Linked DNA regions of Mus musculus: regions 1, 2, 3, 5 and 6 are each linked to region 4. Evidence: chromatin contacts called from public HiChIP or PLAC-seq, capture Hi-C and promoter capture Hi-C data. All regions are on one chromosome and are shown on one strand. Each heading gives the region's core, a stretch centred on a gene start, on an enhancer-like site or on the middle of the called end of the contact. The rest is flanking DNA. Distances are from core to core; before and after follow the strand shown.

The links. Promoter capture Hi-C pulls out the DNA fragments that hold promoters and counts their contacts. HiChIP or PLAC-seq counts read pairs in DNA pulled down with a chosen protein or histone mark. Capture Hi-C pulls out chosen DNA fragments and counts their contacts.
Region 1: a promoter capture Hi-C map of adipose tissue shows a contact between it and region 4, with 2.5 times the contacts expected there. The contact joins the promoter of Nol8 here to the promoter of Barx1 in region 4. A contact is called at or near these places in 5 of 484 Hi-C or Micro-C datasets (B cells, cerebral cortex, cortical neurons and 1 more) and 1 of 9 other capture datasets (adipose tissue).
Region 2: a promoter capture Hi-C map of embryonic stem cells shows a contact between it and region 4. The contact joins the promoter of Ippk here to the promoter of Barx1 in region 4. A contact is called at or near these places in 2 of 39 promoter capture datasets (embryonic stem cells and pre-B cells).
Region 3: a contact with region 4 is called in a promoter capture Hi-C map of embryonic stem cells. The contact joins the promoter of Bicd2 here to the promoter of Barx1 in region 4. A contact is called at or near these places in 3 of 39 promoter capture datasets (cranial neural crest, embryonic stem cells and pre-B cells) and 1 of 115 datasets of contacts at active chromatin or transcription factors (pro-B cells).
Region 5: a contact with region 4 is called in an H3K4me3 HiChIP or PLAC-seq map of embryonic stem cells, with 41 read pairs. The contact joins the promoter of Card19 here to the promoter of Barx1 in region 4. A contact is called at or near these places in 7 of 39 promoter capture datasets (cranial neural crest, embryonic stem cells, hippocampal neurons and 3 more), 3 of 15 datasets of contacts at CTCF or cohesin (embryonic stem cells, large pre-B cells and stem cell-derived epiblast-like cells), 18 of 484 Hi-C or Micro-C datasets (the G1E-ER4 cell line, Sertoli cells, cerebellar granule neurons and 8 more), 19 of 115 datasets of contacts at active chromatin or transcription factors (bone marrow-derived macrophages, craniofacial prominence, embryonic basal ganglia and 8 more) and 1 of 9 other capture datasets (embryonic stem cells).
Region 6: a capture Hi-C map of embryonic stem cells shows a contact between it and region 4, with 2.4 times the contacts expected there. The contact joins the promoter of Susd3 here to the promoter of Barx1 in region 4. A contact is called at or near these places in 2 of 39 promoter capture datasets (both in embryonic stem cells) and 1 of 9 other capture datasets (embryonic stem cells).

What each region holds. Positions count from the first base shown.
Region 1 is chr13:49,650,447-49,654,640 of GRCm38.p6, forward strand. Nol8 (nucleolar protein 8) reads left to right here and starts at 2,632. Exons shown (of 17, transcript NM_001271397.1): 1 at 2,632-3,236; 2 at 3,901-4,056. The coding sequence starts at 3,200. Cenpp (centromere protein P) reads right to left here and starts at 2,285. Exons shown (of 8, transcript NM_025495.3): 1 at 2,137-2,285. The coding sequence starts at 2,243.
Region 2 is chr13:49,419,525-49,423,952 of GRCm38.p6, forward strand. It overlaps Ippk (inositol 1,3,4,5,6-pentakisphosphate 2-kinase), which reads left to right and starts at 1,718. Exons shown (of 13, transcript NM_199056.4): 1 at 1,718-1,942. The coding sequence starts at 1,862.
Region 3 is chr13:49,339,318-49,343,466 of GRCm38.p6, forward strand. It overlaps Bicd2 (BICD cargo adaptor 2), which reads left to right and starts at 2,232. Exons shown (of 7, transcript NM_001039179.2): 1 at 2,232-2,593. The coding sequence starts at 2,354.
Region 4 is chr13:48,661,002-48,665,483 of GRCm38.p6, forward strand. It overlaps Barx1 (BarH-like homeobox 1), which reads left to right and starts at 2,035. Exons shown (of 4, transcript NM_007526.4): 1 at 2,035-2,338; 2 at 4,025-4,316; 3 at 4,400-4,482. The coding sequence starts at 2,116. It overlaps Gm36606 (a long non-coding RNA gene), which reads right to left and starts at 1,791. Exons shown (of 4, transcript XR_382336.3): 1 at 1,538-1,791.
Region 5 is chr13:49,213,803-49,218,037 of GRCm38.p6, forward strand. It overlaps Card19 (caspase recruitment domain family, member 19), which reads right to left and starts at 2,224. Exons shown (of 6, transcript NM_026738.2): 1 at 2,135-2,224. The coding sequence starts at 2,141.
Region 6 is chr13:49,245,400-49,249,869 of GRCm38.p6, forward strand. It overlaps Susd3 (sushi domain containing 3), which reads right to left and starts at 2,895. Exons shown (of 5, transcript NM_025491.4): 1 at 2,646-2,895. The coding sequence starts at 2,733.

The DNA of each region.
Region 1 (4,194 bases), core at 1,382-3,881, 990 kb after region 4:
GAGGACCCCATTCTTCCTTCTAGCACCCACATGATAGTTTACAACACTCTGTAACTCCAGTTCCAGGGGAACCCAAGACCCTGTTCTGGCCTCCAGTGGGCACCAGACACAGTAGTACTCAGACATACAAGTAGTGAAAGCAGGCTTGGTGAGCTTAGGGACTGCCAAGTAAAACGGTACAGGCTGCTTCTGTAGGGTCTGAAGGACAAGTGTCATGGTAAGACAAAAAAGATTACTCCAAGAAAGAAAGAAAGAGAGAAAGAACATCTCAGAAAATCAGGAAAATGGATGCAACAGGAAATCACACTAAATAAACCAGAAAGGCAAATACTAGTTTTCTCTCATCTGTGAAACCCATATTTAAAGTTCTCTCTTCTACACGCCTTGGCCGTCTCCAGCCAATAGCAAAACCAAGTTCTGAAGGCACTCAATTTTTACATCAAAGAATATGGACACAGGGATATAACTAAACAACTTAGTTCCAATATTCTGGCTGCCAATCCACTCAACTATCAGGATCATTTTAAAAGTATCTTGGAGAATCAATAAGATGGCTCTGCAGGCAAAAGTACTTGCTGCACAAACCTGTAGTTCTATTGCCACTGGAGGGAAAGAACTGTCACTTGGACATGTCTATTCAATCTCTGACCTCCATAAATATGTTATAGCATACAAATGGAATAATAATAATAATAATAAATTAAGTAGCTCAGGAAACAGGTCTCAATCTTCCTTCAAAATGAGAAAAAAAATCATTAAATCTACACATTTTGGATTGACATTTAATGTATTCCCTAATCTGGACTCTTAACTTTTCAGTTCCATTACCGAGGAGTCCCAGATTCCATAACCAATCTACTATACCATACTGGGCTTACAATGACATCTTCTGGTGGGTTAAGAAACTATTTTCCCATGGTCTGACAAAGAACTTTTCAAAAGTTCAGGGGCAGGCTGTGTTGATAAAATATAAATTCTAAACTCGGTAAGTAGGGATGGAGTCAGCCTGGCAGGCTCCCCAACTCTAATCTTAATGCTTCCAGTCTGTGGGCCATCCCTGAATCAGCAGCAGGCATCTCCATTCTTGCTGTGAAGAGCATGCACAGCTGGAGGCCACACACACATCTCCCTCTTTCTTTCAACAGTTAACAACGTTCTCTTTCTTTAGAATTTGTTTCCTGCACTAAGGTTCTCTGAACCTGTTCCAAATTACACCTAATAAAAAAGGTATTTTTTTTCCATGTTTAAGATACTAAGTTACTGCTAGTTCTAGCCTTCCTTCTCTCTTTGAATGGGCAATGCTTGGGCTTTGGATTTCTCTAGGACCTTAGGCAAGCTATTTAACTATTTAACACTCAGATCAACTACCTTTAAATAAGGCTTAACAATAGTAACTAATCAGAAGACTATCACAGTTTCCTATAGAAGGCATTAGCCATATATACCAATTTGACCATGCTAGGCTGCCCTGCCCTGGGGCTATATACCCCCAACCCTTATGTTTCTAACATAATGCAGAAAAAAAAAAAAAAAAAAAAAAAAAAAAAAAAAAGGTCAGGGCCCCTTAACTACATCGTTAGATGAGTCACAAAAACAAATCCATGAAACCAGAGTAAGGAGGGAATCCCAACTAGACAAGAGCAAGTATGGTGGCTCAGGTAATAACTCCAACACTGTGTGTGGGAGTTGGGGGCTGCGGAATAGAAGACTCTTGAGTTTGAAATCAAATTGAGCCAGTTCCTGACCTACAGAGTAACAATGTCTCCAAACCCAGAAAAACAAAACAAAACAAAACCAGCTATCTAGATGCTGTTCTCCCGAAGGCAAAGACTGCTTAAAGAAAAGCCAGATTTTCCCTTTGATTCTCATCAACTGGGCGAAAACAACCCTTAAGGAAACTATTTTCTGCTGATTATAATCAAGTCATAAGCCCCAAACGCAGCGTTCACACACTCATGAGGTCATCGTTCTCCCAGAACACTGATTCAAGTTCACATTTCAGGACGTCTCCCACCACGTTCTTGAGCATGGGTCTTGGGGGGGTGAGGGAGTCGGAGTCCAGAACTGTCATAAGGTTGAGAGGTCCGCGGGGTGCTACAGGGCATGGGCTGGGAGGGATGGACCCGAGCCACGTACCAGGCTCCGGACGCCTTCTCCCCAGCGTTTTGCAGCATTCTGCACTCTCGCTGCAGCGCTGCGACCTCCGCCTCCAGGGCGCGCAGTTCGCGGGTCTCGGAATCCATGGCTACCGACGTGGAACCCTGAAGGTGAAGTAGCCCGGAGAATGGCAGTCTGGGCGCCTCGGGCAGCCAGGAGACTTCAAGGAGCGCGCGCGCTCCTGGAACGGACCACTCTCGAGCTCACGGGGGGAGAGGCTGCCGGGAGTCGCGCGTCCACGCCCACGGCCTCGGACGACGTTCCCGAGCCTGACGGCCCGCGAAATGTCGCGTCGAGCGTCTAGACACCCCCGCCGCCTCTGCGAGTTGGTTCGTTCCAAATTGCACGTCACCCTCCAACGGCCGCCCATCCCGTCTAACGGCCACTGGGCCAGCCGAGCTCTTACGTCACCGAAGGGGGCGGATTCTCGGAAGCACGAGGAAAGGAGTCTCTTTATTTTGGTTCCGCTTCTTCACTTCCGCCTACTTGAACCGGAAATCAGGAACCACGCGGCGGAGTGTCTTTTCTGTAGGAATTACCGATTTTTATTTTTCTTTCTCACACTCTGTCAGTTTTACAACGTGGAGGAGAACTAACAGAACGTCAGTAAAAGCGAAGGCGGAGGAAATAAAGAGCCCTCTGGAACTGCGGGATAACGGAACCTTAGGAGATTGGGTTGGAAACTTTGTAGGAAGGAAAGGAAAATGCACTTGCCGGCACGTGTTATTAGACGTTAAGTGCTACGCCGGGCTTGAGCTGAGTCGGACAAGCGCCCTGAGGAAGAGTGTTTGCTCGTGAGAAGTGATGGGCTATTGGGCTTAGCCTCTCCTCTCCTTCCTTAGGGGCTTCTCGAAGAGAGAGGGCAGGGCTGGAAGGATGGGGCGGTGGCTACCAAGAAGGGGTACACTGTAGGTTTTTTTCCCAGAGTGCTGGCCTTTGCTTTGGGCTTCTGCCGCTATTTAGTGATCTCGCTTGGAAGGAGACAGCCAACTTTTGAGAAAGGTTTGAGTAAGAGCTGAACATCCGCCGAGAGCTAAACGAGATGGAGCGACCTCTGGAAAACGTTTCCAGCAATCTTGGTAGGACAGTGTTAACAATTCCGGGTTCCAAAATTAGACTTCATTATGATCCTTGCTGTCACCACTACTGTTTTCTAAGTGGCACTGGGAAAAGCCGTAACCGCTCCTACTCCCCTGACCGATGAGATCCACTCAGACTGCTTTGAACAATACAGGCACACAGTGGGGAAACATATTTTAGGTATAACTTAAGTTGCCGTCTTTGTGATTTAACAGCGCTTAGGGGACACTTGTATTTTGCCATACTATTGTAATTGCAGACTTTGTTATGACTGGAGCTCCAGGATGAAGCTATTTTTATCCGTTAGCTTACTATTTTTGCCAGTATATGTTAAGGTAAAAATGTAGAAATGAATGGGGGAGGGCAGTACTTCGAATAAAAAATCAATAAGGATAAGATATAATAGCTGTGGTTGTTTTAGAGAAAACATCTGGGAGAAGATGTGTGGATGTGCTGTACTTAGGTGCAGTTGCAAAGTGTGTTCATTGAGAATGTGGATGGAGGGCCTTTGTAAAATCTCCACTGATAAAATCTGAAAGCAATACATATGAAGAGACATAGCTTCATAAGATGAAGTTGGCACAGAAGTTTCAGGGGAAAGAGTTGTGTTAAATTTCTGGAAAACTATTAAATTGTTTTTCTGTCCAAAATTAACTTTTCCAGATAGATGCCCAACATCCATGCAAGGCAACAGAGAAATGAAGCGCCTCTTTGTGGGTGGACTTGGACAGGGCATTTCTGAGACAGACCTACAAAATCAGTTCGGCAGATTTGGAGAAGTTTCTGACGTGGAGATCATCACTCGGAAAGATGACCAAGGTAAATCTGTAACACGAGGGAGTTAAAAACAGACAAGGTCAATGATATTACAGGAGAAGCAACCCCAGAGCTGAATGTTAGCGCTAAACATCATATATGGCTTCCTGGATTATTTCATATGAAAATTAATTTTGAAAC
Region 2 (4,428 bases), core at 468-2,967, 760 kb after region 4:
TGGGTTTCCAGGGGTTATCGAAGGTAGACTAGCTGAAGGAGAAACCCACTCAGCTTTTGAAGAGGAATGGATCTGTGCTAGGATGGGAGGGGTTTTTTGTTGTTGTTTTGTTTTTTTCAGTGCAGCTGGTTTGAGGTCTTCCACACTAATATAAATAACCCTTCACCCATGCTCCTCTAAGCATGACCTGTAAATTCATTTGGTTCACCAAGCTATACTTGGGTACATTCATTTCTGTGGTCTTGAAAGACCCCGAGAGGAGCCCCTCGCTCAAGTCTCGGGATAATAGCGGACCCCCAAGAACTCACAAAAGACCAAACTTGATGCAAACCACCTGAGGCTTTATTGGGGGGAAAGCCAGAGCTCTGGGGACGACTTGTATCCCACGCAGGGGTAGAGGAGTTGACCCCGAGGGGAAAGGGGTCCCAGTTTTTATAGGCCCTCACGGGGGGGGGGGGGGAGGAGAAGGGGGGAGTAGGGGATTTCCAGATCTAAACAATGTCTATTCTTAAGAAATGGGTATGGGAGGGGTACAAGGAAAGAGTCTGGTGCAGGTGGAGCAACTCTGGATTGGCCCGGCTGTGGTTACTGGGGAGATTTTTCGATTCTATCCCAGCAACCAATATCACAAACACCTCGCAGTGAGGTGCAGCAGTGGGCACACACCTGGGTTTAAGGAACGGTCAGAACATTGGCAGACACACGGGTTCAAGGCGCGGCCAGAGCATTGTGCACCTCTATTTTTCTAAATCAGTGAAGCTACTTTTACTAACAATGAAATCTATTTTGCCAATTTGAGGGCTTCTGTGACCTTTTACATTCTATTAGGATCTTTCAGTCTGTTGTTGGTGTCCTATTTAGAATGAACAGGTTTTTTTGTTTTTTTCCCAGTCTTCCTTGGAAAAATTAACACAAAAAAACCCATACTATCTGCCTGCATTAAGCTGGATTTTCTTCACATACACCAGTTACAGCAATATTCAGTGCTGTGGCCAAACAATTTAACACAAATATGAAAATTATGTTTGAGACAGGATCTCACTAAGTAACCCTGGCCGGTCTCGAACTCCTAGAAATCTCTTGCTTCCACATCCAGAATGCTGAGAGCATCACCATGTCCAGCCCCAAATCATTTTTAAGAGCACAAGGACCGCATATAATTCTTTAGGCAGCTCTACCAGGCAGGGCCAATCTTCCCCGCATTAAAGGATAAACTGAGGTCATTGCTTTCTGCTGGGATGGGGTGGGAGAGTCTATTGCCTCATCTGCATTTCTGGATGTCTTGGGGCAAAGGCTCCACGGTGAGGTTTCCTCGCCACGTTTCCCGGAGTAGTGTGAACACCACCTAATGGCTCTCTTGGCCGGAGCAAGGCCATTGAAGGTGCATCCCATTCTACAGATGTAAGCGGAGGCTCAGAGTCGCCCGGCGCCTTACTGCAGCCCCACGAAGATCCAGCCGTGGCCCTAGGACAGTGCGAGGGTGAGCGCCTCGGACTCGGGGCGCCAGGAAGCCGCCGGCCTCAAGGTCCGGGAGCAGATCCGGAAACCTCCCTTCCGGTTCCCAGGTCCGCGTTTCGGAAGTGAGTCACTCTGCCAGCACATAATATGGCTTCCACTCCACCTACCACCCTGGACGTCGAGGGTAAGGTGGGCGGGACCCGGAAGTTGACCGTTCTGGGAATGGCGGCCGCCGGGGGCGTGGCTTCCGGCGCTCCTTGCCTGCAAGTCGCCGCCGCTGAGAGCGCAGGCGGCAGCTGACAGGCGCTTTTCTTCAGACGGCTGCGGCGGGAGCCCTGCGAGGCGGGCGGCCTCCAGCTCTCGTCCCCACGTCCCGGCCCGCGAAGTTCCAGGGCGCCGGGGCATGGAAGAGGGGAAAATGGACGAGAATGAATGGAGTTACCATGGCGAAGGCAACAAGAGCCTTGTGGTGGCCCACGCGCAGGTGAGCGGCTGGCGGGCAGCCCGGCTCCGGGCCTCACCCGACGGCTCCCGAAGCTCTGTGCCTGGTACCGTCCAGGTACCCAGGTCGTGACTCTTCCTCCAGCTTCCGCCCGGGTGGTTCCCTGGCACCCCCACAGTACCCTCCTCTGCTCCATACTCATCCCCGGCACCCCTAGCTCCGTTGGCTCCCCTTTCCTCCTAGTGTCCCTTCTCGGTTCTCTCTGTCCCGTCAGTACTCTTTCCTCATGCGCTGTGCGTGCCGCGTGGCCTCACACCGTGCAGCCTCCCCCGGGATGCTCGTCTTACTGTCAGGCAACGGTGGGCCAGAGGCTGAGCCTGGACCAGGGCCTGGGCAGCACAGGGGAAAGTTCCCAGAGTGCTGTCAGCCCACCGAGTGGAGTTCAGCCTCGAGAAACCACAGAGCTGGTGTTCTGCCTTGCTGCTGCGCTGTCAGGAACGGGGCGCTGCCACAGGTTCGCGTCCCGATCATATACTTTAAATGGTTTCTCCTTCGTTCAACTTGAAAGGCGGTTTCAGAAGATGTAGTCCTTTCCAAGGAGGCGAATTTAAAGGAAGAGAAGCATATGGATGGATCTGTGTGCAGCCCCAGATTTCTCTGACATTTTGCTGCCTGATTACAAGCTAGCAGGAATGTGGTGGGCTGGGGGAGTAGAAGGCGGGGAGGTGTCATGTGAGAAGGTTAATAACTCAGGGAGCTGGGGTGATTCACACCTCCACCACTGAGAAGCAGTAGGCTGCATTAGGAAAGTGAAGAGAGGAATAGGATGTACTTTTGTCTCTCTGAAGTTCAGATTGTATGGAGCTGTACTGAGTGTTGAGCAGCCTAGAGCTTGGGTCTTGTGTCTAGTTGGCACCTCTGACCTCCTGGTGTATTTGTTCAGAATGTAGACTGAAGAGGAGAAGGCCCCTCTTGGAAGTGTTTTAAGGCCTTTTGTGACCAAGGAGTGCTAATGTAAGTGGGGTGGAGAAACTCTGCTCCCTTCGGTCCTGGGCATGTCTGTAGTCCCCCTTCTCCTTTGAGAGCAGGTGAGCTTTGTTTCTCTGCTCAGCTTCCCAGGCCTGTCTCATCCAGTCCTGGAGAGAGGGAGGCTTTTACCTAGCCTCCCCAGGCATGCTCACTCTTTCTGATCGAGCATCAGTCACTGAGTTGAAAAGCTCTTCTAAAGTCCCCTGTCAGCCCTTCCTCCTCTGTAGCATGCATACACAGCTATCCTTAGGCCCATCCTGCAGGAGCTGGGCTGGGGTGGGGGAACTGGACATCCGTGCTGTCACTGCCACGTGCAGACGGATTGAGAGAGAAAATGAGCCTTCTGGGGACCTGGGGTCTTGGGGTAGAGGAGATCAGTGAGGGCTGCAGGAGTATATGGGGCATGCTTGGGTGCGCAGGAAGGTGGACCGCTAGCCAGTTTCACAGAGAAGAGTTGTATCAGGGTTCTCTGTCTCCCCTACCCCTAGCAACACCTCCAGAAGTTTCCACTGTTACTTGTCAGTCTGAGTTACGTCGTGATTTGTGACAGCTTTGCGGTTTGTCCATTCTCAGGTACGGTACCTTAAATCCCTGTCCACCTGGCTCAGCTAGCCCTCTGACCCACTCACTAGGCTGTCAGCCACCTGGTCACTGTCCTGTCTACAGGCTCAGGCATAGACCCCGAGGGCTCTTGGGCAGGAACTTGCTGCATTTTAGCACTGGTGGCCCTCCATGCAGCCTGAGGGTGTGACTTGAAGCCTGTGGCCTCCCTCAAGGCTACTGCAGCTTAACTGTCCTGAGGCAGCTGCATTTGCTTCCTTTACCTTCCTTTGGTTGGTTTTGGCTCTGGAGTCTTGTGAGCTCACTGTACATTTCATTGTCATTCAGTCTCTTACTCAGTTGTCCCGGGCACCTAGCCTTTTGGGTTGTGTTGGCCATGAGGTTCAGGGCAAACAATGTCCACTCCTATTATTATGCAGAGCTGTCATGTTTTCCTTCTTCTTGACAAAGGTATCGTGAAAGACTTGTTATTTAACTAACCTGCCCAGAAAGAACTTTTGTTGAGACTTGAAGAGAACTGCCCATTGCATGTTGGTCTAGTTTTAAAACCTTTCAGAGACCGAGTGGAGAACCTCAGGTCATTTCTAGAGCCTGTAGTGTCTGGGGCATGTGTCTGGAGTATTTAGGGCTGAACATCAAGCTGTAGGGATCATCTCACACTTTCTGTCTCAGTTTTGCGTTTTAGGATTTTTGATTTGTGGGTTTATGTTTTGCAATTTACTATTGTCTTATATGTCCAATTGAAACAGTTTAGATGGTCATTTTATTGTGGATGGATTTGTGAAAGTAGGTGAATAACCCTCAGTGTGGGGAAATGTTAGTAATGTTAATTGGGAAAAGAAAATTACAGACAGTGTGATTGTAATTACAACGACTAGAAGAAAATATGTCAAATATTGCCAAGTAGTTATCGCTTTTCAGTAGTATCATTTGATTGC
Region 3 (4,149 bases), core at 982-3,481, 680 kb after region 4:
TGGAAATGGTTTCAACATCTTTGTTTTGGGAGGGGAGTCGACGTCAATGATTCAGGCAGAGGTGATGGGCCATTGAGACAGGCAGGTAACTCTCACGCAGTATTTGCTGAGAGGCAGAGTGACAGCATGAATGGATGAGGGGGTGGGACATCAAGGGCAATACCAAGGATTTGGTAACAGGCCTCAGTTTCCTCATTCATAAAACAATGGTGTGAACTGAAATATTGAGAGCACTGAGTGAGCCAGGCTTGTGACCCAGGGAGTACTAAAGAGGTGGTCTCTCATCTGAAAGTTGGGGGAAGATCTACATACATCATCCTTGAATGTGGAGTCCTCTGGGTCTCTCTCTCTCTCTCTCTCTCTCTCTCTCTCTCTCTCTCTCTCTCTCTGCTGTCACCTCCTCAGAGAAGTATTTCCTGATTGCCCCACTCCAACCAGTGACAAGGAGATCCTAGAAACCTTCTTCCAGGCCCTAACCTTGCTGGTCAGCACTGTCCCTGCTGAAGGAAGCCCACAATAGTAGTGAGCTATCATTTGTATCTCAAATCACCTTTATCTTCAAGTTCAAAGTTCCCTGGTCAGGTTCTCACCAGAAACTCATGGCTCTCCCCCTCCCTACTCACACCTGCCTCACAGTCAGGTTCAGGTGGGTATGGAGAGGTTCCCAGGCAGCCTGGATAAGTGTAGGTTCTGTAGAGCTTGGGGACTTGTTGGAGGAAAGTTTGTTCCTTCTAAATCCACCTTCACTTAGTGTGAACAGCTTGCGTAGGCCTGATATATGGGCCTCAGTGTAGAGCCAGGACTGTTGTACAAAATTAGGCTGGTTGGCCAAAGAGAAGGAGGAATAACACATTTACTTATACAGCGCTCTCTCTCTCTCTCTTTTGAGACAGGGTCTCTCTATTTAGTCGTGGCTGGCCTGGAACTTGACATGTAGATTAGGCTGGCCGTGAAATTCTTCTACCTCTACCTCCCAAGTGCTGAGATTAAAGGTGTGTTCCACCACACCAAGTTGATTTACTATGCAATTCTTGTGTTGATCCTAGATTTTCTTTTCGCGCGCGCGCGTGTGTGTGTGTGTGTGTGTGTGTGTGTGAAGTGGGTTCATGTTCCTGTGTGTGTGTGTGTGTGTGTGAAGTGGGTTCATGTTCCTGTGTGGGCACACAGGCCCCACATGCACTGGGAATCAGAGGACAAGATCCAGTTGTCAGTCTTTGTCTTCCATCTTGTTTGAGATTGGTTATCTCTGCTTTTCTTGTCTCCCCCTCTCTCCCGCCCCTGTCTTTCATACTCCAGCCTAGCTTCAGGGGATTCTCCAATTTCCACCTCCCATCTTTCCTCAGGGACATTGGGATGATAGACTGTGCTTTAGGTGGGCTCTAGGGGCGCAAATATAGGTCCTTGCTCTTACTGAGCAAGAGCTTTATCCTCTTAGCCATCTCTCCAGCTGACCTCTATGTTTGATGGTGGTCCGCAGCTGTAGGGTGTGGTGTTGCGGGGGTGTGTGCAGTGAGAAAGGGAACAACACGCTTGTTATATCCAAATCACCATGCAAGGAGGGAAGTTTTATTTAGAATTATAGTGAAGAGTACAGCTACGTCTCGCCGAAAACGGGGGACGGACAACATTTAAATACACCTTTGACATTATGCTCACGGAGGTGCCTTCATTTCCATGAAAGAAAATCCTAACGGACAATGGACAAGAGGAAGTAGTATCCGGGCCTGGGCTCCCCTGAGCCCCTAGCGTCAGGCTGTTGGCATCCTTTTGGCAGTGCCCGCGGCCCGCCACAAGTCATTCAAATTCCGCATAAAGCGCGCGCCACACAGTCTCACCAGCCATGCTCTGACGTTTCAGGACGCGAATCTTACTCGTGATATCCACAGCTCGGATCACCTTACTCCACAAAGGCTGGGAGCGGAAGGCTTGAGGTTCTCCGGGTGGCTGCCGGGTCCCTGGGCTGGGGTCGGTGGCACCCCTACTTTTGTCACGTCAGACGCGCCCGCCAATCAACGATTGGAGCCAGGCGGGTACAGAGCACAACGGGCAAAGCAGTGAGCGTAAAATAGGACTACATCTCCCACAATGCTAAGGGAGACGTAGCTTTGCGTCACGTTAGGCGCCTGCCCCCTTGAGATTTAGACCAATCACAAGCGCGGACCAGGTGGGCGCAAGGGACTACGGGTTGTGTAGTCCATGCTCAGTGGGACTGCAGCCCCCAGTGTTCCGCGCGCGTCAGGGAGGAGCAGTGCGGCGGCGCGGGCGGCCGTCGGGGCTGGGCGGCGGCAGCGGCGGCTAAGAGGGCCCGGCTTGTGGGAGCCAAGGTGGGAGCCGGCCTCGGCGCGCGGCCACCATGTCCGCGCCGTCGGAGGAGGAGGAGTATGCGCGTCTGGTGATGGAGGCGCAGCCGGAGTGGCTGCGCGCCGAGGTGAAGCGGCTGTCCCACGAGCTGGCCGAGACCACGCGTGAGAAGATCCAGGCGGCCGAGTATGGACTGGCGGTGCTGGAGGAGAAGCACCAGCTCAAGCTGCAGTTCGAGGAGCTCGAGGTGGACTATGAGGCCATCCGCAGCGAGATGGAGCAGCTCAAAGAGGTGAGTGGTCGGCTGCGACCCCTGCCTCGGGCGCTAAGGTCACCCTGCCCAGTGGTGGGAGGTACCAGGGGTGGGGCAGGAGACCTAGAGTTGCGGTCCCGGGCAGTGACGGTGAAGGGACCCTGTTCGGCCCTGTGTCCGGTTGCTGGGGTCCAGACTCCCTGCAGCCCCACTCACCCGCTAGTTTTCTTTGCAGGCCTTGTTGGCCTTTTCGTTGAGGACTGATGTCCTGCTATGGTTATTGCTGCCTAGGGTGTGTCTGTGTGGTTGGTGGGGAGCAGATGATGCCCTTACAACTGAGGCTGTCCGTGCAAGTGACCCCAGGGAAAAGCTGGACCTGGGGTTGGTTGACCACAGTTTGTCACCTTCAAGCAAATCACTTCCCCCCCATTTTGGAGCAGCTGCTTTCTGTGCTATTCATCAGGTTTCGTGACCGCCTGAGGCTGGGAAGGGATGGATACAGGGCTGAGTGAGTCGCAGCCCCTGGTTGCCTATGGCCCTTGACAGGCCGGCTTTCCCGATATCCATCGCTCAACCAGCTGCTTTTTCCCCATCTCATTAATGGTGCTCCCACTACTGGGATGCATGGCTTCCATCGACCGCTTCCTGTCTTGCTCTGCCTCCTAGGGCCTGCCTGTCACCGTGGAGTCTGTGTTCTTCTGTTGGAAACATGGTACTTTGTGTCATCCCACTGTAGGAAGAGAGGTTAGACTCCCAGGCTGGCCAAGAGCTTGGGGAGGGGCAGTAGGAGGGACCTGGGTAAGCTTTCTGGGATGATTTAAGTATTAGTAACTCTCCCATCTTCTTGACTCCCCAGCCTTGTTCTGGAGACTGGGGGAAATGCTTTATGGGAGAAGGACACACTTGAGTTTGGACCAACCCCTTCTTATTGCTTGTGATGGGTGAGCCTTGGGTGAGCCATGGGTAAGCTCTCCTCAAACCTTAGCTTCCAGCTCTGCAAAGTAGGAATACAGCTTTGCCAATCCAGAAGTATTGCTTTTAGTATTCTATATTTGGAAAGGCCTGGCATGGGGCCACACAGGTAGCTTGTTGGATTATCTCAACAGTTTCCCTTCCCTGTGAGACTCAGTTCTGCTCTTGAGTATTAATCACAGGCTCATCTTTTGATACTTCTGCTCCCAGTCAGCTTTGGATAGATGCCTGAACTCTTGAGAGCCTCTCTGACTTTTAGGGGAATGAGTCCTTAAAGTCTGGGTAGAGCAGGGCTGGGTGAGTCCCAGAAGTGCCTGCTTCTTTGGGCGGGTAGGAATTGAGTCTTCACACAGATTCTCAAATCTGTTGCCTGACAGAGGACATTAGTAACTTTCCCAAGCCTGGCTTCATTTGGCAGAGGGTTGACCAAAGGAGTGGGACCCCTGGAGGGGGAGGGGCAGGCAACCCCCTGGAGGGGGGGCATGTAAAGTGATGTGATAGATGAAGGTCAGAAAATATGGAGTGAAAATATGGAGTGGGTGTGTCCTCTTCCCAAATCTAGTCTTCTGGGCTCCCATTCCCCCCTCCTTGGTCCTCCAGGCAGGTAGCAACTGTTAATTATA
Region 4 (4,482 bases), core at 785-3,284:
TGTTCTGGTATAGGTATGGTACCTAGAAAGCCGCTTCTACTCACTGGAATGCCTGAACCAGTCCTTGGATTGAGTTGTATTGAGAAAGGAGGTTGTTGGCCAAGATTCCTATGTCCTGAGTAGACACCGACTTTCCTTTCTGTTCAGTGGGAAGATGCCCATTGCCACTCTGTCTCTGATATGTGTGCGGGTGGTCTTAGTGGGTCCTGTATCACCCTTCTAAAGAGTTATTTTGGTTACCTGATTATCCCCTTTCAGGAGTCTAAAGCAACGGGAAGCCACTAAAGACTGCTTCCCTTCAGTCCTGATGGTGGTCTCCTGACTCAGAAAGTCGCTGCACATTTGGCTGAGCTGTAGCAATGAGCTTTGGGGGGGGGGGGTCTGCATCTCAGCAGAACATTTGGAAAGATGCCCTTTGTCCCCTTCCCAGGCTCAATGGTCAAAGGCTATTGGTCATTTCTTAGTGTCCCGGATGCTACAGTCCAGTAGGCTTCTGAGCCCTCCACCCCAACCCCGTCAGCAGGCAGAAGAAATTATTTCAACTTGGAGAGTTGGGATATAGTGTGATGAACTCAGTTTCCCAGCAGTGAGGGCTTAGGCTCTGTGGAGAGCATTCGTGGGAAGTAGGAGTGGCTTAAAACATGGAGTCCAGTCTAGGAAGGCTGGACAGGGTGGAGACAGAACCCAAGACTCCTGAGAGAGGCAGATAGGAAATACAGCAAGTCCTCTCCTAGCCTCCTGAGGACACCCTACCCTTCTTGCTACCCCTGAACAGCTGGCATGGGTCACCCTGGGTATAGAAAAGTCTCACCTTCCATCCCCACAAACTCCCTGGAGCCAAGAGTCAAGTCTTCCAGACTTGAGACAGCTCAGAAACTGTCAGTGCCAAGACTCAAAGAGGCACACTCAACAGAGGTTAATTTGGGGAGAGAAAAAGAGAATGATCTAACAGCCCCATCTTTAGTCCTGTGAGAGACTGGAGGCTCAGAGATGGAGCTAGGTCCCCAGACTCTCAGAGTATTCCATGATCCCCTGCCTCAAAGTTCATCCAGTGACAGTCTTTCCCCTTTTTATTCATCTGCCCTTATTCTATCCCTTGCTCTAAGTAAACATAACTCAGCCCACTAAGTCTGGTGGTTGCCAGAGAAAATGTGTCCAGGTAAGCTTAAATTAGAAATTTAGGTAAATCCTAGTTGGAGAATCTTTTTTTTTTTCTCCCAGGGTAGCTTCAGAGATTTGAGATCAAAATGGTAAACTGAGGTTGGGGTGGACAGGGAAGGGGGGGAAGTGGTGCACAGGCATGGTCACCACCCTGCGAGTTACACCCCGGTGTATTGCACTGGATCCCTACAGCATCTCGCAGACCTGGGAAAGCTGTTTAAGGCTACCCCTTTCCCAGCTTGGCTTTTGCCCCTCCTCCTCACCACCACTCCAGCCCCTCCCCATCCCACCCAGTCCGCTGGCCTTGCTGCTGTGCCCTCCCCGTGCCCTCCTGCACCTCTGGGGCTCTCTCCTCTCTACGTCTCGGCGCACTCACGTCTAAGAGGCGTCTTGGACACCTTCACATCACTGCCTAGGATCCTGCGTGGTCCTTGCTGTCTGTCTTCAGACTTTTTCACGCCTCTCATTCAAGATCCTCGGTTTGCCCATCTCCGCAGTGTCCTATCCTCAGGGCTGTCCTCTTGGGCGAGCTCTCCTCTTTTTCCCTTGGTCCCGGCCTGCGAGCCCCTATCCCGGGCTCTTTCCCTCCTTCCCTCCTCTCAACCTCCTTTCCTCCCTCCTGGGTCCCTCCCTCCGGCTGGGCCTAGTGGGTGGGGGGCGGCAGCGCGGGGCGGGGCGGGGCAGGGCGGGCGGGGCAAGGCAGTGACGCGGGGCTGGCCAGGCTAGAGGCGCGGCGGCGCGGGGCGGGGACGCAGTCCCGGGTCCGACTGGCCGAGCCCCGCGCGCCCCGCCCGCGCCCTGCGCCTCCGCCCGGCCAGCCGGCGGGGGAGGGGGCATGAGCCGGCGCCCGCGCGCCGCCGCGAGCTGCGGGCCGGCCTAGAGCCCCGCGCGGGCCCCGCGCCGGAGCTTAGCCGCCGTCGCTTCCTAGCCGCGGGCGCATCCCCGGGAGCCGCGATGCAGCGGCCAGGGGAGCCGGGAGCCGCGCGCTTCGGTCCGCCCGAGGGCTGTGCGGATCACCGACCGCATCGCTACCGCAGCTTCATGATCGAAGAGATCCTCACTGAGCCTCCGGGGCCCAAGGGCGCAGCGCCCGCGGCCGCCGCTGCCGCCGCGGGCGAGCTGCTCAAGTTCGGCGTACAGGCGCTGCTGGCCGCCCGGCCCTTCCACAGCCACCTGGGTACGTGCAGCGGCCGCCGCGCAGAGGACTGGGCTTGGCGGGCGGGTGGGAGTCGGAGACCTGGGGTTGTCCGTAATTCATCCTCTTTCTCCCCTGTTTCTGGAGCGACCTGGGATGCAGCTCAGCGCAGGCCCGAGGCACCTACCTCTCTTCGCGCACTCCAACGGGAAAGTGGAGGGTGCGAGCAATGAGCTAGGCAGAAACCAGGCCTTGTGTCCTCGCGTCAGACCAGAAGAGAGTTTGTCTTCTGCTTCAGGGCGGCTTCGAGTTTTTTCGAATCGGGTGATAGGCGAGGCCAGGAGCCAGAGACCGCATCCCTATGGTTGCTACAAAATCAATCTACCGAGCACTCTGGATCAAAATGACTTCAAACCAGGGGAAGCCTGAGTTTCGCGGTAGGGTTGGCTGGGCATAACAGTAGCTGCCCAGACTGGGAAAGCTCTGGAGAAGAGGGTCGTGTCGCATAGTGTTGGATGCCCAAGCCATCCAGGAGCCTTTCAGAACCCCGTGCTTTCCAGTCAGCAACCGACCGAGGCCTGTGCTGCGGCCAGGGTCTCCGTAGGCCTTGTTTGAGGGAAAGAGGCCTGGTTGTGATCCGCTGCCCAGTTGGTCCTTCCATCCCGAGATCTGCTGGGCTTTCGTGCGTCTTGAAGCACTTGCTCAGATCTTTTCTGTCTCCGTCTTGTCTCTTGGGAGATTGTGAGGCAGTCTGCCCTGTACTGCATCTCGGCTTAGGGCTTAGTGACTCTCTTTGGTTGACCTCCTTCCTAGCCTTTTGGTAAAGTGGATCTGTCTCCCCTCTACCTCTCCCCCTCCGCAAGATTCTCTTCCCACTTCCTGCTATGTTTTCTATGCTCCCCTTACCCTGATGGTTCTCAGCCAGGCAGATCCATCCTTTCCAGTATCTCTTTTAGGAGAAGCCTACCAGGAAAGGAAGCGTCCAATATAGACTCCAGCTCAGCTAGCGGCCTCCGGAACCGGCCCCAGATTCTGTCCAGTCTTGGTAGCAGCCAGTCCAGTTTGCCTCTTTGATGTTCATCTGGTTCACAGCCTCTCTGCTGCCGTTCACTATAAAAGGACTCTGTTGTTGGCAATTCGTTTGAAGCGGGCAAACAGCCGATTTAGGGCTAAAGAACATGGAGAGGTCTTCATGCTTCTTGGGGGGAGGGGGTCTGAACAGAGGAAACAAGAAAGACAATTTTCAGGTTCAAAGGATGCTTTGGTGACCCTTTCCTCGCCAATGTCCAAGCCTCAGCCAGTGATGTAGGTACAGCGCCCAGAAAAACAAATGCTCACATTCCACAACGTTCTTTTCCCAATGCAAAAGCTCCCCCACCCCCGCCCCCGCTTCCAAATTCACCCGTTTCTTCTTAGTTTCTCTTTTTCACGAAAGGCATACTCTATGTCCTCGGAGCAGCGAACTTGCTCTAAAGCATCCTGAAATCTCGGAGCCTACTGGCTCATGGGGACTCCAAAAAAGAGCAAAGGATGCGAGGGATACTCTTTTCTAGACTCCTCGGGATAGCTACCTGAAGGAGGGTCGCCCAGGATGCTGGGTTTAAATCCCCAGGGAGTGGCTGGTTCGGGCTCCCAAACGCAGCAAAGCGCTGTGGCGTGGGAGGCTGGAATCCAGTTCACCCAGATCTTTCTCTCTTCTCTCTCTCCCCTTCTCTCTTTGCTCTGTAGCGGTGCTGAAGGCTGAGCAGGCCGCAGTGTTCAAGTTCCCACTGGCGCCGCTCGGCTGCTCCGGGCTGGGCTCGGCGTTGTTGGCCGCCGGGCCTGGGATGCCCGGCCCCGCAGGCGCATCGCACCTGCCGCTGGAGCTGCAACTCCGCGGGAAGCTGGAAGCAGCTGGCTCTGGTGAACCTGGCGCGAAAGCCAAGAAAGGACGCCGGAGTCGCACCGTATTCACTGAGCTGCAGCTGATGGGGCTGGAGAAACGCTTCGAGAAGCAGAAGTACCTCTCTACCCCTGACAGGTAGTGCCGGGCAAGACTGGGCTCGAGGGAAGGGTAGGCAGGTGGTGGCCTGACCCGCTGAGGGTGTGCGTTACTCTTTCCAGAATAGATCTAGCTGAGTCCCTGGGCCTGAGCCAGTTACAGGTGAAGACGTGGTATCAAAATCGGAGGATGAAATGGAAGAAAA
Region 5 (4,235 bases), core at 974-3,473, 550 kb after region 4:
CCAGCCCAGGGCTAAGCCAGCAGCAGCTTTAGGGCAGTGTACTTCCTGTGCTTCCTGTGGCTTTTATAAGCTGTTCATGCAACCACATAGAGGCAGCCACTGGGTATAATGGAGACTCGGGCAAGGCTCTGCCTGGATACCAGGCTCCGGTAAACAAGGCCAGGAATGCCTTTACTAGATAAAGAAGAGATCATTCTGTGCAGAATCCATGAGCCTTTCCCTGTAACTTCCCTCCCTGCCAGCTCGTACCAGAAACTTGGCTCTGTCACCTCATCTTCAACTTCAGCAGCCCAGACCTAAGTCCTCACTCTGGCATTTGGGACCCTGAAGCAGCTGGTCCCACCTGCCCTTACTCTGCTCCTAGGGTCCCAGAGCCTTCTGTCTGCAGCTCACTAGAGCCAGGACCCATGCAGCAGGCTGGGAAGATGTGATTGATTTATGCCCAGTTTATTTAGCCCCCTTCCAAGAATTCACAATTCTCCTGGGGTCCAGAACTTGAGCATCGACTCCCCTCTGAACCACTCCCATAAGTTCTTGTCATAGTACTTGGTTTGGCTTAGATCACTCGCTCCATACTATACTGCCTATTCTGTGAAGACACAACTCTCAGTATCTATCACCACCAAACACACACACTTTCTCTCTCTCTCTCTCTCTCTCTCTCTCTCTCACACACACACACACACACACACACTCACACTCACACTCAGAGGCAACAAAGACTAATGTGTATGGCAGACCCTCAGCTGGTGCACCAGGGCACTGAGCCAAGAATGAACAAGGGATCTGTCGCCCCAGGGCTGCCCATCCAACCCTCTCAGACTTCTGCTTTTCAGTCTCCATCTCCCACTAGAAAAAGGTGGGATGCTTAGAAGTGTCAAAGCGCCAGCAAGTAGACTGCAGAGAGGAAAGCGTATTATTGCCACAATCAAGGCCTGCCTGTGTCCTTCCAGCTAAAAGTTCTCCACCCCCACAACTACCTGTTCTCCTGGAGGTGGGATGTCTCATTTTCCATGGGTATCCTGTCTCTACAATGGGCCCTTGGAGGCCAGCACAGGCGAGATCTGTCCCACACATCCTGATGAACTTACTAGAGGATCTGGGAAACCAGAGGCTGAGGCCAAGGCTCCCATTCTGCTCCTACCACTGACCAGCAGGGTGGTCTGGGGGCACTTACCCAACCTGAGATTTTATCTTCCCATTCCTACACAGACATGAGAATATTCCTTCTGCCCCCAAATGGCTATTCTGAACAAGAGTGTATATTAGGGGCTCTACACATAATGCTCAGAAATTGCAGCTCCAAACAAGAAGGGCCTGGAAGATGGGGTCTCCTCTAACCTGTTCTAGAAGTCACCAGGTTGCAACCTATGAGGTCTTATTTTTGTGCATGCCCAACGCTGACTCCAGTTTAGAGACCCCTGGGATTTCTGGGGTTACCTCATCTCTCTGGGCTATCCCAGGTGAACTCTGCCATATGAAGTACAAGAGACTCCCAGAAAAAAAGTGCATCTGGTAGCTATCACGTTCCCTAGGCTCTAAGGCAGCAGGGGTCCCTCGCTGACTCATCCTCTCATCGGATCTTTTACCGAGAGAACTTAGCACAGCAATGTCACTGTGTCCCTCTGGGATCAGGAATAAAGTGGGTGAGTCCCCAGAGCAAAAGGGTTGGGCTGGGGCAACCAAGCCATCCTGGAGAAGAGGGATCCAGTTGTTGGGTCCGAATTCTCTAGACCCATCTAGAGCGGGAAACACGGGCGTCTCCCTGGTACTACAAGCTACCCAGGTTTGCAGCGCCGGTCCCGCCTCCAAGGGGGTTGTGTGCAAGCGGCGCTCTAAAGTCTCAGCAGACTGGCGAGGAGCACCATTTCCCTCTCTCAGATCCATCCCGTCCCGGGACACCGCCCGTTCCGCAGGCGCAGCCGGTGCAGTGCACCGGGAGAGCGCTCACCTGCTGCTCTTCCTCCTCGACCCGCGACGGCCCCCCACTCAGCACCCGAGACCCCTGGCGCCCCCGGCCCGTCGCGCAGAGCCCGGGACACCCCGCCGCCGCGCGCCTCTTACGCCCGCGTCGCCGGCGCCAGCTGACGCCAAGGTCACACGGCTCCCGTCGCCCTCCTGGACCCGCGCCCACCTGTCATGGCGGAGGACACGGCGCCGCCCCGTCGTCCTCGGCTGTCCGCCGCCCGGCGCGAGGGCTCCGGTGACCGCCGCCCGCAGGCCTGGCCCTAAGCCCCGCCTCTTCCCTATAGGTCCCGCCCAGCGACGACATCTTAGCCCCCAAGCCCCTCCCTCCGATTAGCCACGCCCCTTTCTGTACTTCGCACTGGAGACGCGTCAGCCGTGGGGCGGCTCGGGCTCTAAACAACTTCCCTAACTCTATACTACGCGCAGCAGAGAGCTCGGCCCCTGAGGAGCTTCTCCTGTAGCGACGCCGGGAGTCCCGCTCCAGCTAGCATAAGTGACCTAGCGGAGAAACTCAGTACCCAAGTCCTTGTCTGGACCAGAGAACTCAAGCCACGTCCCGGCTCAAGGCTCGCCCCATTCACAGCCTCTCCAATAGCTACCCGGGTCGGCGTCCCTTCGCCTATGCCCTGCCCCTCCTCCCGGTCTTGTGCCTGCTTTTTGCGGAGGTTAGGAGGTTATTGTGAACTTCTCAGTTCAATTTTCTGCTGCTACGCTCTGGCCACCCCACTCCCATCTCCTGGATGAAGAAACCGAGTCTTAAAAGAGACGAGAATTACCCAAGGTCACATAGGAGGTCAAGTCTGGCATAAAAGGCTGGTGGGAGTTCATTGGCAACCAGGGACCGAACGGAAGTCCACAGGGCCTCGACCGGACAGTGATGAATTGAGACTTAACAGAGAACTTAGTGGGTCCTCGTTCTACCAAGTCCCCCATTTACACAGAGGACAAATGGCTGGCATTGCCGCCTAGTTAAGGAAGTCATGTAGTCTGACCGAGCCTCAATTTTCCTAACTGTAAAATGTGTGGCCTCAGGTGATAAATCTTTCTGCCTCCCAACTTGTTTCCCTTCTGTTGTACATAGGCCTGGCTCTTCAAGCTCTGGTACCAACCACAGGAAGGCCCCAAGCCCAGGCCCAGCTAGGAAATGGAGATCTGCGAGGGTCGGGGAGGCAGGACCCTCACAGCCAGCAATGGCAGCAGGCACCAGATTTTGCTTCTCCGCTGGTGCGGCTAGTCTGGCACACTTTAGAGCTGTAACTTGAGATATTGGAACCAGACCAGGACCAAGACCAGGAATGGAGGCCCCAGGTCTGGATGCACTTCCCGGACAGTCCAGGAACCCCCTGGGTCCCTGAGCCCTCCGTGTCTGTCTCTGTCCTCCCCAGTGCTGCAACCTCTCATCTTGGGAGTGAGAGGCTCGAAAGGAATCTGGAGATTGACTTACAAGGTCACTTAGAGCTCCAAACTCTTGGACCCAGTGGTATTGATCAATACATTCCTGCCCCTTGCTAAAAACTGCAGAAAGCGAGGTTTGCTCAGGTTCCCCACCGGCCAGGCAAATGCAGAGTCAGCAGGCAGCTGTCCTCAGCACTAATCTGTGCCTGCAGAGGGGACAGACAGCATGGACAGACTTTGTTCCAGAGCAGGGTATAGGTACTATGTACCTGACCTACATGTGTGCCTGGGCCAGTCTGGGCTAGATCCAAGGGCTACATCTTGCAGGAACCCTGCACAGACCCCATTGGGACCATTCTGAAGGGCTCCAATTATTGCACACCCATCACTGTGTTCTAGCAGTGGGGTGAGACTGAGGACTTCCTGAATCATGCATTTTTAGGCATCCCTTGCCAGACTCCTCATCAGGAAGGCCAGCATTCCACCTTTGTATCTTCCTCTGAACCTGAGGACCTTACTTGGTCCCATGAGAGAAACTGAGGCCCTCACCCCCTTTAGCAGTCTGAGGTAGCCTCCCAACTGCAGGCTACCTGCTTCTTGGCACTCCAGAGTCTGTGCAACATTTGATCCAAGGACAACACTCAAGTTCACAGAGATTCTACATCCTAGACCATATAGGAGTCCCCTTCCCCCTACCTCAAGCCTGCAGGGAGAGAAGACCTTAGTCTGAGACAGGACAGCTACAGGGACACACGGGGCTACAAAACACACCCAATGTCCACTCCAGGATCTACAAGAGATGCAAGGTAGACCCCAGATCTAGGGATAGGCCCTGGGTATTCCTCCTCTTCCCTAAGGGGCACAGGTTGCTG
Region 6 (4,470 bases), core at 1,645-4,144, 590 kb after region 4:
GGAACCTTGGACCACAGGCAGGGACAGCATCTTCTGTCCTTTCTGAGGCCCATGGGCCCCTCACCCTGACCTTTTAAATACATTCCCTTTTACTGGCAGAGGTTGTATGGGTTCAGAGAAAGGGAAGGCAGGCCTGTGGGCGGAGCCTTACTGGGACTTTGGTAGCCAGGCTGGTGTTCGCACCTGCCTGTGGGTCCTTACATAATTTTTGCTCTGGGTCTGCATCTCTCCAAATGTGAATCAAGGGGAGCTGGGGGGGGGGGGCGGGGAGGAGATGGGATTCAAACTTCTTAAAGATGACTGAGTTATTTGTACACAGACACTCTAACCGCAGGAGCCCTGGACACCAGCAGCGAGGACAACATGTGGTCCTAATCCCGAGTATGTAAGGCCCGTAGCCTGGCTTTGTGCCCTCAGGGAAGTCATCTGTTCTCTCTGAGCCCATCTTCCTATGCCCCTGAAACCATGGGCCATCCAGGCTGGGGTCCAGACCATAGACTGTGTTCTCTTTCCGTGGCAGAACAGAGGCTACTCCAGCCAAGGCAAATGTATCTCTGAATCTTCTGGGGGTGCATAAGGCAAGGGGAGAGGAGCGCCATGCTGATTCACACCGGCTAGCACTGGGCCTCAGTTGCTCTTATGTAGTAATGGGCACAGCAGGCTACAGGGATGAAGCTGAGAACACCCTTCAAAAGGCCCACCTGCACTTATTCACTGAGCCTCTCTTCTTGTACTTTTCAAGGTCCCTTCTGGGGTTAGCAGGAGGTGGCCTCCAGCCACTGGAACCCTGTGTTCCTGGAAAACCTCCCAGACTAAGGAGTTCAGGAGCTGCCCTGGGAGCAGAGCCAAACCCTCTATCCAGTCTAGATAGGAGACCCGGGCTGAGTGAGGGGTGGGGGGAAAGATGACAACACACTTAGTCCTGCCCGGAGTCCTACCCACAGGAGAACACAGACCACCAGAATGTTCAGTAATGGGCCCATTCTACAGACTGTGGGAACTACACATCCCCATTTTTTTTAATCTCTCAATTATCTTCTGACAACACCAAACTATCTCCACACAGCTTCAGGCCTTCTTTTCCCTTCCCTTCCTGGCCTGTTAAACAGGCTAAGGAAGCCCCACAGACTCTTCTAATCAAGAGGCTCTCCTATACTCTGGGAATCCTGTCCACAGCCTTGGGGCAGGAATACCGCACTCACCTAGCATCTCCTAAGGGAACTGAGACACTGGGGTAGGGACTCATCCCTAGTAAGAGAGGACTACAACCAGAACTACAACAAGGAGCCTGGGACATGCTTAGAAACTGGGTGCCAAGGACACACTGTGAGGATGTGGATTCCTCCTGATGCCAGGTAGGGCAAGGGACAACTGAGACACTGGACTCTCAGACTTTCTCCAGAGATTCCGATGCAAATAGCCTTTTGTTTGCAAATTAAGCAGGGCCCCAAGGCCACCCCAAGGGATAACCTTAGGCAAGGCCATCCACTTCTAGCTGGTGACACCTACTCCTCCAGACTACTATGCAGAAGGTACTCACAAGCATGTCCCCCCTTCCCCCCAGCAGTACCAGGCCCAGAGTTAGCCTCTTCTAACACAAAGGCGCTCCTGTGGAGTAACAATTAGAAAGCTAAAACTAGCCACACCTGTGGGGCCAGCAATGGGCTGGCACGATGGGATGGTATCAAACGGATCAAACCCACTAAAGGTTTCTCAACCTGGGGGTCAGTCGACCCTTTCACAGGGATCTCCTAAGACCGTTAGAAAACACAGTTATTTGCAATAGGATTCATAACTAGCAGGATTACAGTTATGAAGCAGCAATGGAAATAAATTTATGGTTGGGGGTTACCACAGCACGAGGAACCGTATTAAAGGGTCGCAGCATTATGACGGTTGAGAAGCACTGCTCTAGGGTGAGGGCAATGTGCCTACAGATCCTCAGCTTCCTCCAGTGCAATGCAGCTAAGCCCTCCACAGAGGCAGGAAACCTCCTGGATGCGCAGGACTGAGCTCTTGGGAGGAATGTGGTTTTGGTGGTGTTTCTAAGAGTTAGCAAAGCTGACATCAGCATCGCTTCTCGCCCTTTTGGCTAAGATCAAGTGTAGAACCCTCTTCGGCACACTTAACAACCATTTTCCCTCCTCCCGGAGACCTCTGACCTTTGACAGCCTAGATGCAGCCCGGGTCCTGGTTGCTGGATAACCTCCCATCTCCTCTATCACAGGCTCACTTTCCCTTTGGTAAAGTGTGGCTGGAGTAATCAACAAAGATGATAACAACTCTCTGCAACCCAGAAGACATTTCCATGACTCCCTCCAACCCCGGGCCGCACACCCCGCCAGGTGAAGCCGGCTCCGACTTCCGCAGGCACCTGGGACTGCGCGGGGCGACCGTCGCCGAATCCGTGCAAACGCTAAGAGGTGCCCGCCGCCTGGTTTCGGGCCGCTCGCCGCCCCGTTTCGGCTCAGTTGGGGTCGCCCGCTGGATCGGCGGGAAGTCAAGAAGAAAGTTCGTTCTCGAGAAGGCCCTGGCAGTGCGATGCACGCCCCCTTCCTGGACAGGGTCCCCAGCACAGCAGCCCCTCGCCCCTCTACTTCTCCGTCGGTGAAGAGGGCACTGAGAACTGCGGCCCTAGCCCTCACCTGTCTGGTTCACTGGGACAGGCGTTGTGTTCCCAGCACGCCACCGCGGCCTCGCTCGGCCCCGAAGGGTCGCAGACGTTCGGCGCATCCTGAGCGCTCCGCAGTGTTCTGTGGAGCTTGCGGAGGTGGGGGCGGGACTTAATTGAGGGGCGGGTCGTTGGAAGGCGTGGCTGTCTCTAGCCACACCCAGGTCGCGCCCTCCAAGACGCTAGAGTTGAACTTTAGTCCGGTCCCGCCAACCCCTTGCACTGGGTGGCAGAAGTGGGATTGGACACCTGGAGGGGCAGAGAATGGGGAGCCTCCAGGCTGATCGCCTCGAAGTAAGCCTTTGAGCTAGAGCCGTCTTTCTGCACACCCTTCCTCTCCCGACTCACCTTTGGACTCTAGGGCCAGGCAGGTGACCTTGGAGAGTGACAGCCTCCTCATTCTCTTCTGGAGTCAGGGTTGGTAGCACCCCCTAATGTCTCCTTTTCACTTGAACTTGCGAGTCACGCGTGATGTGACTTTCTTTAATGTCCTAAAGTTGAAATCAAGCTTATGTCCGGTCTGCTGCATCGTGAAAGGCAGGTCCATCCACAGACCCCACTGTGATACCAACCCCTCTCCTACCCCACCCCCACCATACTCTGAGATATCAGAATTCCTGGCCACATAGCCAGAGATCCCTGTCTGCCAGTGGAGAGCAGCTGCCTGGAGGCTCAGGGATGGGACTTAGAGGGATTTAAAGTGTCCTTGATTTGTGGGTAGAAGCTGTGAAGGACGTGGGGGGGGGGAGGCACCTACCACCATCGTGTGGCTCAGTGCCGCCCCTCCCCCCTCCCCCTCCCCCTCCCCCTCCCCCAATGTTCAGCAGCGCTGACCAACAGTTATTTAGGGTGGGGATGTTTCCTAGGCTTACAGAACAAAGCACTACAGATAGAACTCCACAGAACCACAGATCCACGTTGTCTCATCATACAGGAGGTGGGGCCAGAGCTCTTCAAAGTCTCCAGGGAGCATCCTTTTTTTCTTTAGATTTATTTTACTTTTATGCATGAACGGTTGGCCTGCATGTATGTGTGCCTTCTGCATGCCAGTGGTTGGCTGTGTGTCACCATGTGGGTGCTGGAAACCAAACTCAGATCACATGCAAGAACAGCAGGTGCTCTTTACTGCTGAGCTATCCTTCCAGCTCTTGTTTTCTTGGTTCTTTAGTCTCTACTCAATAGAAAAAAAAAATGAGAATTTCACCCCCAAAACCTTTCACAATGACTCAAGCCCTAACATTCCATTGTCGATGGGTAAAAGGTTCAGATAAGAGCTGTACAGGGCGCCGGGGCGGTGGTGGCGCACGCCTTTAATCCCAGCATTTGGGAGGCAGAGGCAGAGGCAGGCAGATTTCTGAGTTTCAGGCCAGCCTGGTCTACAAAGTGAGTGCCAGGACAGCCAGGGCTACACAGAGAAACCCTGCCTCGAAAAAAACTCCCTCCCCCCCCCCCCAAAAAAAAAAGAGCTGTCCATGGGAAAGCACAAGGATTAACTTCCTGATGGTAGGTTAGAGGGGAGGAGAGGAGTTGGTTATATGCCTGGGATCTGACCACTTTGCAGTTCTACCATCCAGGGTGAGTCAGCTCATCAACAACTAGCACCCACCTCCACCCACCTCGGGTTCAGAAATGATGGCTTGAGAACCCTTTGAGGGTGTGTGTGTGTGTGTGTGTGTGTGTGTGTGTGCCATGGGGGTGACTACTGAGCACCTGACACCTGCCAGGCCAGTTCAAGAGCCAAGGATACAACAGGGCACAGGGAAAACTGTCAGGAAGCTGGCTCCTCCCCCTCACGCCTC